Linked DNA regions of Zea mays: all the other regions are linked to region 1. Evidence: chromatin contacts called from public Hi-C data. All regions are on one chromosome and are shown on one strand. The core of a region is the stretch at or near the end of the contact, and the rest is flanking DNA. Distances in the headings are between cores, read along the strand shown. Region 1 holds the start of LOC100278747 (21.7 kDa class VI heat shock protein). Region 2 holds the start of LOC100280297. Region 3 holds the start of LOC100191473. Region 4 has its middle 17 kb from the start of LOC100285601. Region 5 holds the start of LOC103635820 (probable serine/threonine-protein kinase PBL23).

The links. A called contact is a pair of places that touch in the nucleus more often than the background predicts.
Region 2: a Hi-C map of leaf shows a contact between it and region 1, with 2.9 times the contacts expected there. The contact joins the promoter of LOC100280297 here to the promoter of LOC100278747 in region 1. A contact is called at or near these places in 5 of 25 Hi-C or Micro-C datasets (ear, endosperm, leaf and 1 more).
Region 3: a Hi-C map of tassel shows a contact between it and region 1, with 5 times the contacts expected there. The contact joins the promoter of LOC100191473 here to the promoter of LOC100278747 in region 1. A contact is called at or near these places in 4 of 25 Hi-C or Micro-C datasets (bundle sheath, ear, leaf and 1 more).
Region 4: a contact with region 1 is called in a Hi-C map of ear, with 3 times the contacts expected there. The contact joins the enhancer-like site here to the promoter of LOC100278747 in region 1. A contact is called at or near these places in 3 of 25 Hi-C or Micro-C datasets (bundle sheath, ear and leaf).
Region 5: a Hi-C map of bundle sheath shows a contact between it and region 1, with 2.4 times the contacts expected there. The contact joins the promoter of LOC103635820 here to the promoter of LOC100278747 in region 1. A contact is called at or near these places in 4 of 25 Hi-C or Micro-C datasets (bundle sheath, ear, leaf and 1 more).

What each region holds. Positions count from the first base shown.
Region 1 is chr8:124,546,344-124,549,043 of Zm-B73-REFERENCE-NAM-5.0, reverse strand. LOC100278747 (21.7 kDa class VI heat shock protein) reads right to left here and starts at 1,445. Exons shown (of 2, transcript NM_001151924.2): 1 at 973-1,445. The coding sequence starts at 1,291. LOC103635823 (a long non-coding RNA gene) reads left to right here and starts at 2,082. Exons shown (of 2, transcript XR_557645.4): 1 at 2,082-2,450; 2 at 2,636-2,700.
Region 2 is chr8:124,674,950-124,677,649 of Zm-B73-REFERENCE-NAM-5.0, reverse strand. It overlaps LOC100280297, which reads right to left and starts at 1,290. Exons shown (of 3, transcript NM_001153224.1): 1 at 834-1,290; 2 at 1-702. The coding sequence starts at 1,165.
Region 3 is chr8:124,770,055-124,772,754 of Zm-B73-REFERENCE-NAM-5.0, reverse strand. It overlaps LOC100191473, which reads right to left and starts at 1,450. Exons shown (of 7, transcript NM_001353503.1): 1 at 72-1,450. The coding sequence starts at 1,359.
Region 4 is chr8:124,748,164-124,750,863 of Zm-B73-REFERENCE-NAM-5.0, reverse strand. No RefSeq gene overlaps it. Among protein-coding and RNA genes, the nearest start is that of LOC100285601, 17 kb to the left of the region's middle. Within about 2 kb of position 1,438, at least 20 of the 20 cell types and tissues checked have an H3K27ac peak or open chromatin away from gene starts, as enhancers often do. A contact at or near this core is called in bundle sheath, ear and leaf, where this site is marked.
Region 5 is chr8:124,292,094-124,294,793 of Zm-B73-REFERENCE-NAM-5.0, reverse strand. LOC103635820 (probable serine/threonine-protein kinase PBL23) reads left to right here and starts at 1,364. Exons shown (of 5, transcript XM_008658199.4): 1 at 1,364-1,885; 2 at 2,018-2,199; 3 at 2,292-2,481; 4 at 2,611-2,700. The coding sequence starts at 1,504.

The DNA.
Region 1 (2,700 bases), core at 196-2,695:
GCGGAATAAAAAAAATCCATCTTTTTCACCAGGGCCCACGATGATCGATGTGGACTGCGGTGTGCCACACGCAAACGCAACGAATAATTCTTGCGCAAAAAAGCAGTGTTCTAACGTTTCTGTAAACGATAAAGCAAAAGGAAGGTAGTGGGGAAGAGGATGATACACATGACTTAGGCCCCCTTTGGCAGGGTTTCTAACAGCTTCGGCTCTGGCTCTTCTGGCTTCTTGGCTTCTATAGAGGAGCCAGAGCCGTTTTGTAATTCATTTGGTAAAACAGCTTCTCACGTGGAGACGGTGGCAGAGACTGTAATTTCGTGAAACATTATTGTGTGCCGGATAGAAGGAGCCGTTAGAAGCCTGTTTTCTCGTGCTTCGGCTCCCAATAGCAAAACGGCTCTGGCTCTTTGATGGCTCTCGGTGAGGAGCCGTTTTTTTAAGACCGTTTGGTACGGCTTCACGAAGAGCCACAAAAAGAGCCACCGAGAGAGCCCTGCCAAAGGGGGCCTTATTGTTGCTTTCACCCTCTCTTTCTGGGCTCTAGCAATAGCAACCGCTAGTTGCAAAATATCTATCTGGAAAGCTGTAAAGCATAGCATTTGAATACTGAAGGATGGATGGATGGACGGCACACTGCCAATGCGATTTTACTGTCACGCCGGCTCGCTCAGTAACGCATTAGCTGGTGGAAGCGGAACACGCAGCATCAAAATTCACAGATACTAGCAACTACACGGAAGCATATTGTCACAGAGTTCTAAATCTAATCTACAACCGCTGAATGGAAATAATCTCATATCAATTTGCAATCTGAACATTTCAGAGGAATATTAAATGTTGATGTTTCTTTCTGCTGAGTGTTCTAAAACCATAAACCATTATTTCGCGTCTTGTACAAGCATATCCGTTAATCCATGAACAATGTGCACAGCCATGTGGAAAGCATGGAGCTAGCAGTAGCAGCGATCGTACCTGGCACGTAGGCTGTGAGGTAGTACTCGGAGTCGGTCTCGGCCCAGTCGACGGCGGTCCTGGCGTTGCCGCGGCGCAGCGCGGCGAGCAGCACGTCCGGCTCGAACTCCCACAGCGGGAACGGGTCGGCTGGGTCAAAGAACTTGCCGAACAGGAACGGGCTGAACAGGGACCCATCCGCGAACACGGCTTCGGCGCCGGCGCCCTGCACGAACCCGCTGAACGTGTTCTCCAGCAGCGACATGCGCCACCTCGGCGTCGCGGCGTCACCGCCGGCCGGCAGCAGCTGCCGGACCTCGATCGCCCGCCGCCCCGGCATGGCTGGCTGCTCAGGCTGCCGCGGGGAAAGCGCGCCTAGAGGGAACTGACGGTTTATAGGAGCGGCGCCGCCGCGGTGGAGCTGGCCTTTGGGGAAAGCAGAGGATGGGAGGCGCGATTCCGTCTGCCGTTCGCTGGCTATGCCATCGATGATTCCCGCCTTTTCTTATTTTCGCCACATATATACTGGACATACTGGGCTGCTAAAGTGTGAACAGATTCTTGCCCGGTCCATTTGTAATCCCTTATCAATTTCTCAATGCGCTACATTTTCAGAAATGGAATTCACAAAGCCAAGTTTTTACAAAAGCTTTTACCTAACCAGCTGAACAAATAAAAGGGCGGAAGTATGACATAAACTAACTAAAAAAAAATACTAAACAACATTAACTATTGTTTTTGGTCTATTCATAGTGACAAGATATCAAGCAACAACCTCCAATGTTCTTTATCATGAAAATCGACTGATAGTTCACCAATCTACGAGCCCCACGATCTAACGCTATGATATGTGGCTATATTTTTACGCCAACAGTTGGCAACCATCATATAAAACTCTAATCAACAATGGCGAGCCAACGCCTATGCAACATTGACAGTACAAGTATAGGAATAAAATTTGAAATTATAATAAACCTTATAACCAGAGGCGGATATTGGGTCTGGACCACCTGGGCTGTGGCCCGGGTCGTAGCCAAAAACAATTTTATATAGGTAGTAGACATTTTGGCCCATAAAAAACTCTAACAGGCTTCTATCTGTTTTCTGCATCCAGCGTCGTGTCTGTCACCGTGCGAGGGCACCAGCCGCCAGCCGCAACCCGCAGGGGCGCTAGCAGACGAGCAGAGCAGGCTAGCAGCACTGCAGCAGTACCACAGCGGCGCAGCGCAGTCTGCAGCCGGCCAGCCGCAGCCCGCAGGTAGGGGCGGTAGGCGCATCGAGCGCGTAGCCGCCAGGCGCCACCGCGCCAGGGGCAGGGCACGAGCAGCGGGCAGCGGCCAGTCGACCACCGGCCACCGGCCAGGCCAGCGACGCGCACACGCCGACGCCCACTACACTCGACCACTCGCGCAGGCCCAGTGACCAGCCGTCCAGCCGCCAGCGTGCTGTACTGCTGTTTCACTATTCCAGTTCCAGGCTTCCAGGTTTCAGGCCAGCGTGTAAGGGCTTCTCATTTTCTCAATTTTTTTTACTAATTACTAGTGAACAACGAGGTAAATACTAGATTGTTAAATGTTTCTATGACTGATAGTAGTTTGACTCACTTATATATTTTTGCAATCATTAGTTATATTGTCATGTTGTATCTCTTATTTTATACAAATATTGAACCTTTAATGTGTAGGTTAAAATTCACGTGCTAATGTTGATGAAGTTATAGAGACGGAGAAGGACCAAATCGTCTCTAAT
Region 2 (2,700 bases), core at 41-2,540, 130 kb before region 1:
CTCTCGGAGGACGCGTACATGGTGCAGGTGAGCGGCAGCCCGCCGCCGTAGAACTCGAGCGTGGGGATGTACTGCGCCATGGCGCCGGTGACGATGACGTCGATGTACTTGGTGCCGGGCCACACCCTCCGGATGATCCCCTGCCACGACGGCCTGGCGCACTCGGCCTCGACGGCGTCGGCGAGCGCCGGGTCGGCGCGGAGCACCCGCGCCACGGCGGCGCGCACGGAGCGGTCGGTCACCTCGGCACCGAGCGCGCCCCTGCGGAGGTCCCGGCACAGGCGCTGCCAGTGCTTCTCCAGGAAGCGGATGGCGCGGAGGAAGCCCGACGCGAAGACGGCGCCCACGCGGAGCACGTCGGCGCGGTGCACCAGGCCGCACAGCAGCTGCGCGTACATGCTCTGGTACGCGTCCACGCAGAGGACGGCCTCGTCGGGGCTGGTGTGCACGGTGTAGGGGTCGTGCGGGCGCTCCAGGAAGTGGCGGCTCCGGTAGAAGCTCGTCAGCACGGGGCGCGCCGGGTGGCCGCCCGGCGTGCGCGACTCCGCCTTCACGAAGTAGAGGTACATGCACCTGCCCCTGTCCAGCCCCGGCACGGCCTGGCTCATCACCGGCATCAGCAGGCTGTACAGCAGCGACCGCCGGTCCATCTCGTCGGCTATCGCCGGCATCAGCTTGCGCTCCCCTCCGGACGTGCCGGAGCTGCCACCATCATCGCACGTACGGGTACGGCCATTATTACTATCACTCTTCACGCGCGCGTGCGACGTCGACATGCACATACACACACTACAGACCTCCTCACACGGCACGGGGCAGGCAGGCTGGCTCACCTGGTGAGGAACTCGCGGATGGGCTTGCCGGAGAGGATGGGCGACGTGTCCCCGTTGGCGATGCGCAGCACGTCGGGCAGGATGTCCTCGTAGGTGACGAGCGGCGCGGCGCGGCGGAACGCCTCCACGGCGCCCGGCGCGGCGCCCGAGACGCCCAGCCGCCGCAGGTACTCCGCCGGCGCGTTCTGCGCCAGGATCTCCGACAGGACGCGGCGCTGCACCTGGGCCGCCCCCGCCGTCACGCGCTCGATGTACTCGAGCAGGTCGCGGTGAGTCGCGGGCGGCGCCGCCGCCGCCGTGTCTCGCATTGTGACGACCGGCGCCTCCGGCATGCCTATGGTGCTGTGTCTTGTAGCTACTAACTACCTCGTAAGCTCTCCTCGATTCCCTCTCGCCGTGTAGAGTGCTGCCAGGTGATTAGTGGCTCAAGGCTGGCAAGTGCGATCTGGAGCTCGCGTGTGTTCTTGTGTGACAGGAGCGAGGTGTGGGTGCGCGATATTTATAGATGGGCAGCGGCAGGGCCGGGGGCTCGGGCTCGTCGTCTCTGCTCCGTGCTGCCGCTGTTCGTGTCTCGTAGCGCCTGTCCCCGTGCGTACCAAATGGAATATATATATATATATATCGCTTTGGGCCAACCCCCCCCCCCCCCCCCCCCCCCCCCCGAGATTATATTCTGGATAATGTGCATTACAGAGCGTGTGTTTGTTTCGGAAAAAGAAATCACTCACTCACTCACTCCCACGTACTGTGTGTACTGACCAAGAAGTGCTTTTAATAATTAATTATGACGACAATATGTGATGAAGCTGATGGACGTGTGTTGGTTCGACGCGCACGGAAGAAGGCGTGGTTTCTATGATGATGAGTCACGTAAATGACGTGCAGGGCCCCAACAAGTAGCGAAACCGTTCGGTTCCGGCGCGATTCAGACACACGATCTGCGTGATCTGATCTGTGTGTGATCATGAGAAGAAGAAGAAGATCGATATCGACGGAGAGTGGCAAGAACTGCCATAGACTCCATCAGAACCGGCTCTGAGGGTATGCAGGGTATGCGACTGCTCATGTCCCCAAGATCAGTAGGGTCTCTATTTATCCAGATTATGTCCAAATACATATACGTTACATCAGGGCCGTGCACACGCATATACACCCTGTACGCCCGAATAGGGCCTCCATTTTTTGGGGGCCAAATATCTCGCCCATTAGTAATACTAATTAGGTTTAGTCATTAGCATTTGTTATTTATCAATTTTGGAGATTCCGGTGGGCTGCTCGGCTGCTCTAGCACCCACTATTGGCCAGGCAACGGCATGCATCTGGCTTCTGCCTTCTACGGTCTTCGCTGCTGGCTTCTGCCTTCTACAGGCGACCAAATTTTTTGCTTTTTGACCCTCCCTCGGAAAAAAATTCACGTTTGGACCTTAGAAAATTTTAATGTCATTTTTGACCCTTTGCTCGGCGCCATAGCCTATGGCGCCGAGGTAACACAGCTTGGCGCCATAGGCTATGATGCCGAGGTACGTGTTGCGTTGGCACAAACGGATGCCGTGGCGTCGACGTGGCACCGAGCTCGGCGCCATAGATCTTGGCGCCGAGTTCACTTCTATACACAAAGCTGGTCTAGCTTAGTTGGTAAAAATAAGGCTCTTAACATTGTGGTTGTGGGTTTGAACCCTATGGTAGGTGTTTTTTAATAATACCTTTTGTCTTTGTCACTTATTTGTTTTTTTTACAGATTTTTCGTTTATGGCTCATGTTAAAGAGTGCCGAGATTTTCTTGATCGCAGGGATGCGATGCATCGGTGCTGATACAAGGTAACGGTACCGAGAGGACGGATCCTGCAAACCTCTCGCTTGGTGGGTT
Region 3 (2,700 bases), core at 201-2,700, 220 kb before region 1:
AAAAATTATTTGTTACTCCGACTGTGCAATGTGCATGTATCGACGTCTAGACGAGCAGTGTTGCCACGTACCGAGGTCTGCGGCGGCGAGCCGGAAGTAGAGTTCCTGGCCGAAGGAGGGGTACACGCGGAGGTCCTCGAGGCCGCCGGTCCACATCACGCAGCCGCGGCGCCCCGGCGCGGCGGTGAGGTTGGCGCTGGCGTACGCCGTGCAGGAGCAGTTCCTCAGGCACCGCTGCCGGCACTGCTCCAGGCTGGAGTTGAAGTCCACCACCGCCCGCGTCGCGTCGGGCACCTTGGCGTGCGGCAGCACCAGGAAGCCGTCGGTGCGGTTGGCGCAGTCCAGCGGCGTGGCCCGGACGCAGCCGTCCCGCCCGTCCCGCATCGCCCACGACGCCGGGGACCGCGGCGTGAACCCGGGGAGGCAGGAGCAGGCCGGGACCTTGTTGGTGTCGCACACCCCGTTGGGCCCGCACGGGGACAAGGCGTCGCACTGGTCCTTGGGCGCGTACCAGTAGAGGGCCCACGCGCCGGCGACATCCAGCCACGTCCACCTCTGCATCAGCCCGCCGCCGACGCCCGTGCTGTTGAGCACCAGCCTCGAGACGATGCCCGCGTCCCGGACCTGGAAGCTGTAGGTGGCCTCGCGCCCGTCGTTGACGAAGCGGAAGCTGAAGCCCATGCCCTTGTAGGTGACGGTGTCCGGGACTCCCGTGAACTGCACGCCGTCCCAGGGCCCCGACCGCCACACCTTGGCCGGCCCGTTCCAGATGAACACCTCCGGGTCGCCCGACGTGTCCATGGCCGCCACCACGGGGCTCGGCGACGGGTCGGAGGGGCTCGCCCACGCCGTCAGCGTCATGTTCGCCCCCGCCGCGAAGTCCACCCCGAGCCGCATCCCCGGGAGCAGCGTGTCGGTGGGGTGGTCGAACCCCTGCCACACCACCCGCCCGCGCTGGTCCGACACCACCAGGTTGCCGTCGTCCTGGATCCGCGCCGCGCACGGCCGCGGGGAAGACGACGACAACGACCGCCACACCACCGTGGCGTTGGCGTCCGCCACGGCGAGCGCGCACTCGCTGGACACGGAGAGCGTGGCGCCGGCGCTCTCGCTCGCCGCGCCGCGCACGGGGGCGGCGCGGTTGGCCACCCAGACGACGGTGCGGACGGGCACCTTGGCGTACCAGATCCCGACGTAGGTGCTGTTGGAGCCCGGCGGGGAGAAGAAGCCGAGCACGAAGCTGCCGGCGCCGGACGATACGAGCGTGTCGTTTCCCCGCAGCGGCTGGCCCGGCGTGATGGTGTCCCTGGCGCGGGAAGCCGCGGGGAGAAGCAGAAGCAGCAGCAGAGTCAGAACCATCGCGTCGCGGCGAGTGAACTAGCGGAGCAACGAGCTCGCAGTCGCACGGGGTGGACAAGATGACAGCACCCGTATGGTTGGCTCGTGTCGTGGTCAGGCGTCTGGTCAGTCCGTCATTGCCATTGGGACGGACACTGCAGTTTTAGTGGTAGATCTGGGCTTCGGATCAGGCCCATACGAACAGACCCGTCGGCTTAAGTGTAAGCCGGGCTGCGATGGGCTGGTCGAGTTTCGGTAGCATTATATCTGGCCTCTTTAGCTCAATCTGGGCCATACATTGATACAACTTTCTTTCCATGTCACGACGTCGGCTCTTCCCATAACTGGGCCATTCCCTTGGACGACCAAAAAGAGAGAGAGAGAGAACAGGGCCCATTGCTTTTGAACTACGTAGTTTTGAACTTTGAAGTCTTAGGTGTGCTCTGTTGCGCTAGAAATCCGTCGCGAATGATGGATGCAGAGACAGGCTTGAGGGCGAAGCCACACCCCACAGGCCGGGGAAGACGAAGGTCGTCACATCCATGATCCATGCACGCGTCAACTCGCCTTGCGTGGCCCCCGGTCTTTTGGGGGCGCCGAGGGACCGGGCAACCGCCGGTCCAGCAGCAGCCAATCCGCCGGCGGCACGGGTTCTCCTTTGCCTGCGGCGGGCATCATTGATGGAGGCTGCCGCTTTACAACAAAGATACGTCAGAGGATAGGATGGGGGGACACATGGCTGGAATGGAATGGAATGATCGCCCTCCTGCACGCCGGTCCGAGCCGACGCATCGAACAACTGCAAGGTGCCAAGGACGGACGGCCTCGATCGGTCCTCCTGGGGAAACAGCGAGAGCCTTAAAATCTCCTCGTGTCCTGCTGCTGTGTACTCCCTCCAGTGCAGTAAAGGTAGTCGTTTAGGACTTGATTGTGCATACCAAGGAGTGATTAATTATCATAGAGTTTTCCCTGTTTGCCCCTATTAAATAGGAATATGGGTGCATTAACGTCACTAAAACAATTAGGCTTGATTGGTTGCTGCAGCAGCTCCAAGGCATTCTAGACTGGAGGTCTCAAGTTCGATTCTTAAATGCATCTTTTTTTGTGCAATTACTAGGGGCAACAACGTCTAAATCCCAGACCTACGCGCAGGATGACTTCTTTTATTGCACCGAAGGGAGTATGTGTTACTACTGATCATCGAAAGGCAAAGATGTCCTTGGCTTGACAGCTACAGGTGGCGATGAGGACGAGTTTGGCCTTCCATCCAGTACGCTAAACTGATAGCTTCAGCTTTGTTTTGCGTGCGGTTGAAACGAAGCAGTCCTTTGCATGGACTATTAACCATGGTTGAAGAACTGG
Region 4 (2,700 bases), core at 189-2,688, 200 kb before region 1:
AGCAACTGAATTGTTGGAAATTAAGCATGGTGCCAAATGAAGCAAAAATCTTTTTTTGTCCCATTGCTACTCCTGAACTACAGAGAATTTCACGGGAGACAACGACTTCTAATTTGATACTAACCGGAATCTGGAAGCTTGGAAGGCACTCAAGTGTGAGATCAGTAATAATTCTCTTGGGCGCGTGTAAACAGCAGGGCCAGTTCAGTTCAATCGCTCCGTGAATCCACAACCACCACTGAGACTAAGCGGTACGATCCAAGCCACCGCGGCATCGGCTAATCCTCTAGGCTTGAGACTGCTGAACTGATGACGACACTGAGGTGGCTACGGAGGCTTACTTGAGGCTGCATCTTGGAGGACTTGCCCGAGGAAGGCGTCGGTGAGGGATTTGAGGGGGTTGGACCACGAGGCGTCGTCCGAGGCTTAGTTGTTCTGGTCCATGACGAGGTGCTGCAGCGCCATCTCCGCCGTCAGACGAGCGCGCGTTCTCCGAGGACGAGAGCCGAGGGGTGACGAGGAGCTTAAGCCGCGTGTGGAAGTCTCCAGAGGTGACGAGAACGAGGAGGGCACGGGAAATCAAGCGAGGGAAAATGAACCAACGACGATCCAACGACTATGAAGTTTTGAGCTGACGTGGATACACTCATATGTGTCGTTTCTGTCCTGCATTAAAGATAAGGAAAGGAAATGTTCGAAAGGACCTCTCTGTTCACCGCCGGAAGGGCAGGCAGGATGATTGGCCTCATCCGAAATGATGAATGGGGTGGTGAACGAAACAATCTACCGTCACCTCAGGTCAGTTCAGCCGGACTGTTCGGCATTGACGAACTGGGTCGAATGTTTTGGGCCCAACTTGACGTGCGACGTCTCGAGGCCCGGCCGACGACTTTGGCCGCGGCCTACAGGCCGTAGCCCGACAAACTAGCCCGCTGTGCGTGCCTCCATCCGGAGTCCGGACGCACAGCACAGCGTCGCGCCCTGTCACACTGAAATTTATTACACGAGACGGAAACAACAGTAGCAGTAGCGCCTGCTGTCTGCCGGCCTGAAGAAAACGCCGGTGCAGTGCAGTGCAGTGCAGTCGCTGGGCTGCAGGCCGGCCATCCCCATCATCGATCAGACCGCGCGCGTGCAAAACGGCGGCAGCCGCGTGCCGCCCGGGCTACTAGTAGAGGGCTGTGGCGACCCAGCGACGGCCGGGAATCCCCAGGCGAGATCGGAATGTCCCCCGGCGCGTGCGCGTCGCCGTCGCCGTCGCACGGGGCGCGCTATAGCTAGCTCCCCTCTCGTTTCCTCGGGCTACGCGGCGACACCGCTTGCCGGCAAGCATCTATCCGTGCGTCGCGACGCGACTCGCGACAGCAAGTCCTACCACCACCTCTGCTCTGCTCTGTGCACTACAGCGACGCGCCAAGCACATGCAGATGTAGGGCTGTGTAGGCGACCACTGCTGGTGCACGTACGTACGGTGGAGCTAGCTAGCTAGCAGCACGCGCGCGTGCACTGTCGTCGTTGGATGCGGCGGAGGAACGTGTCGACTGAACTGTGCCTGTGCGTACGTATATGCACCTGTAGCGAGGAGGGTGGTCCGATCGATGCATGCAGCTGCAGCTGCTGATGGACACGGCGGACCGGAGATTGGAACTTTGGAAGGGTGAACCGCGGACATGCATGGGCAGGGCTTTGCTGGACGTTGGTTCGCGACAAACGGGAACGACGACGACATGCGTGCGTGCATCACCTAACGACGACACTGCGCTCTTCTCCCTACCGCCCGTGCATGGTTGCTGGGATGATGAGCAGGCCTAGACCCCACATGTTCCCCCTCCTGCACGTGCGTGCACGGCTACCTCTGCTGTGACCCACCACCCCTGCAGGTGTGCATGCATGATTAAGGAATATATATCTGCACGTATATATCTGGAGTCAGAAATAAGGCGATCGTGAAATACCACTCAATCCCCCTCTAAACGCATCCAACCCTCTCCAATCCATATATTAAAACGAACGGGCACTTCAAAAGGGGTCGTAGGATCGTGCGTGACCTTGTATGTGTTGATATTGTCGGAGTTTCGGCTTGTTCGCTATGGTTTGCTGTGGCTTTAATCCGACTTCGGATGCGACTTCTATAATATTTTGTCTATATGGATTACAGCTGCATTAATTGCGGTTGCAGGGCAGCCGAACAATGACCGACTTGTAACTTGTACGCATGCTATCTATATAGGGCAAGAACCACGACTGTGAGCTACAACGGTGTCGCGGTAAGGCAGGCACAACTGTAGCACGGGCGAGCGTGCAGTGACCAGTGGCGAGCCTGAGCTGAGCCCCCTACGGTATACGTGTACAAACGAGTCGTCCGAGCCAATTTGGTCCCGGCCCGCCAGACACGGTTGGAAAACTGGGCCAGACCTTCCAAGCCCGTGGGTCCATTTTCTTGCATGGGCGGGGCACGGTACGGTCCTAAACGAGTCAAGCCGAGCACGAAAAAAGTGGGCTAAATGGGCCAAAAAGTGGGCTAAACGGACCAAAAGGCAGGCTATGTGACCCTAGCATTAAACGGGTCAGGCCAACACGTCGGGCTCATTTTTCTGTCCGGACATGGTCCGCTTATTCGTAACTGATGTGCCTGAGCCCGTATAAAGCGGGCATGGTCAGGCTCTTACCAGGCCACAAAAATGGGCTTCGAGTCGGCCT
Region 5 (2,700 bases), core at 115-2,614, 250 kb after region 1:
ATCTTCCATCTTATCCCAACCACTTTGCTTATGTCATTATAGAGTAACAATCATGATCTAATCCAAATTATATAGATCTTATCTAGTCTAATCTAATCATACCAAGTTAATCTAGAATCCATCTAATTTGATCCGATTTAATCTGAGGTGAGTTACTTAATCAGTTTAGTTAATACTGGTGCAATAAATTAGACCCTATAAACATATTTTAACCTAAATTAGTGACTTAGACCTATCCATAAACAACAACCTAACCTATATCATGGGTTGTATGACCTATCTAGCCCAACCTGGAAGGAAAACAACTAAACCTGATTCTACCTACTCTCATTTATATTAAGCCACCTATTAAGCTATCTATTCTACCTACTAAGCTATTTGGTTTACCTAATCTGTCTTAACTATATGACCCCAACTCGGATGGTAACACCAAGGCCCGAGAAGGAAGAGATCAACCTCGATAAGGAAGAATAGGAGTCGAACAGATTCCTAGATAAGTCAAGATCCACCATCCGAATTGGAGCCTTTTCCTTGGGGTGAGTGGTCTAATATTGAGGATTGAGTTTCTCTTTAAAGAAGTTGGAGAGCCGGAGCTCGAAGCCATTGCTCTAGTATATATTCTAAAGTCTAATTTTTGTCCCAAACTCTTACCTTACCCGACACTAAGTGATATCAAGTGTAAAATGTCAGGAAAAAACTTTTCAACTTGATATCAAGTACAAGTATATATGTGTTTGACTTATAAACATTAAAGGATTTTATTGTATCTAATAAAAGTTATTTTTGTGCATAAAACGATAATTTATTTAATTGTATGTTCGTAAGACTTTTATATAGAGAAATGAGAGGGGCGGGCCTCCATATTGGTGGCGTTTGGCTCAGCAAACACAATGAGATAATGGTAACGTAAAGAAAAACGACGCTATTTGTTACAATGTAATGATCAACTGATTTTGTTTGGATGATTCAGGTAGCATATTGCTGTCCTTTTACGCCGTTTGCTTTCCTCAATTAACGCATTGCTGCCCCTTCAATTTACAACAGCTCTGAGCAGTTCCACTGTTGTTGTCCAGTCCAGCTAGCAGCAGTGACTCTGAACAGTTAGTTCTACAGCGGTTCAGCAAACACAGTGTTGATCAAAGACAGGTATTGTACGCAGCGCTGCTGATGGTTTCATCCTATATATGCTTCTTCCCAACCGAAGCATAACACCCATATGCATCATGCATGCATGGTTGAGCACATGAGCACATCCCAGCCAATGGGTGAAAACAGACTCCTATTTCTCATGCGAAAGATCGGGGCGCGGTAAGACAGTTACTAAAACCAACAGCGATTAAAAAGAGGGAAAACGAGCGGACGAAAAAATGGCTTCTTGGCCAGAGAACGAGAGAACGAGAGAACCAAAGAGACAAGGGGGGAGGACCCCTTGCTGTTGTTCGTTTGCATGCAGGGATCGGCACGAGGGTGCTCGCCCACTCTCGCGTCGATCCGGCAATTTCCATGGGGCTGCTGAGCTCCGCCAACAGATGCGGCTGCAAGAACATCCTGAGCTGCAACCTACTAAGGTGCGCGTGCTGCTGCTCGTGGATCCGCTCCGTCTGCGGCGGCAGGACGACGACGAGCAATAAGGCGGCCGCGCAGCAGGAGGCGTCGGACGCGGAGAGGAAGGCGAAGAGGAAGTTGGCCCGTGGCTTGTGCGGCGGAGCGGTGCGAGAGGCGGAGGAGCCCCTGACGTCGGAGGCGAAGAAGAAGAGGACGAACACGGCGGCGACGATCCCCGAGCCGCAGAAGTGCAAGTGGACGAAGAAGGCGCGGAAGAAAAAGAAGACGAAGAATGAGCAGAACGGGCTGGCAGCCCTAGTGGAGGAGATCTCGCTCTCGAGTAAGAAGAAATTTTCTTTCTTAAATTTCACCCTGAGATTCTGCTTAGTACGTACGACGGAAACAGATCGATCGACAAGGCTTTCCATGAAAAAGGGACGTGCTTCTCAGCAACTCTTTTTACATGCAGCAGACAGTCCCAAGCACAGGGCAGCAGCAGGGGAGATACTGCGGATCGGCAACCACAACATCCCCAGCAGGGTGTTTACGTTCCGTGAACTGGTGGACGCCACCAACTCTTTCTGCCCAGAAAACCTGCTGGGCGAGGGCGGCTTCGGGAGGGTGTACAAGGGATGCATTCCAGACACCATGGAAGTAATAAATGAGCATTTCATTCCTTGTGCACGTTCCATTAAATTTTTTTTTAAACTAATAAGGCCATGAAGAAACACATGTTAAATATGCAGGTCATAGCGGTTAAGCAGCTCGACAAAGATGGGCTGCAAGGTAACCGTGAGTTCCTCGTCGAGGTGCTGATGCTTAGCCTGCTGCACCATCCAAACCTAGTCACCTTGGTCGGGTACAGCACAGACTGTGACCAGAGGATCCTAGTGTACGAGTACATGTCACTCGGTTCACTGCAAGACCATCTCCTCGGTAATACAAAACAAACTCTCAATCGTCAAATATCTTTTCTATACCTGTATGCTCATGAACTGTTTTTACCTGTTTTTTTTTTAAAAAAAAATTGTTCCATCTGAATTAATTCTATATACATATATATAGATCTCAGTCCGAAATCCCAGCCACTTTCCTGGCACACACGGATGAAGATCGCAGTGGGTGCAGCTAGAGGCATCGAGTACTTGCACGAGG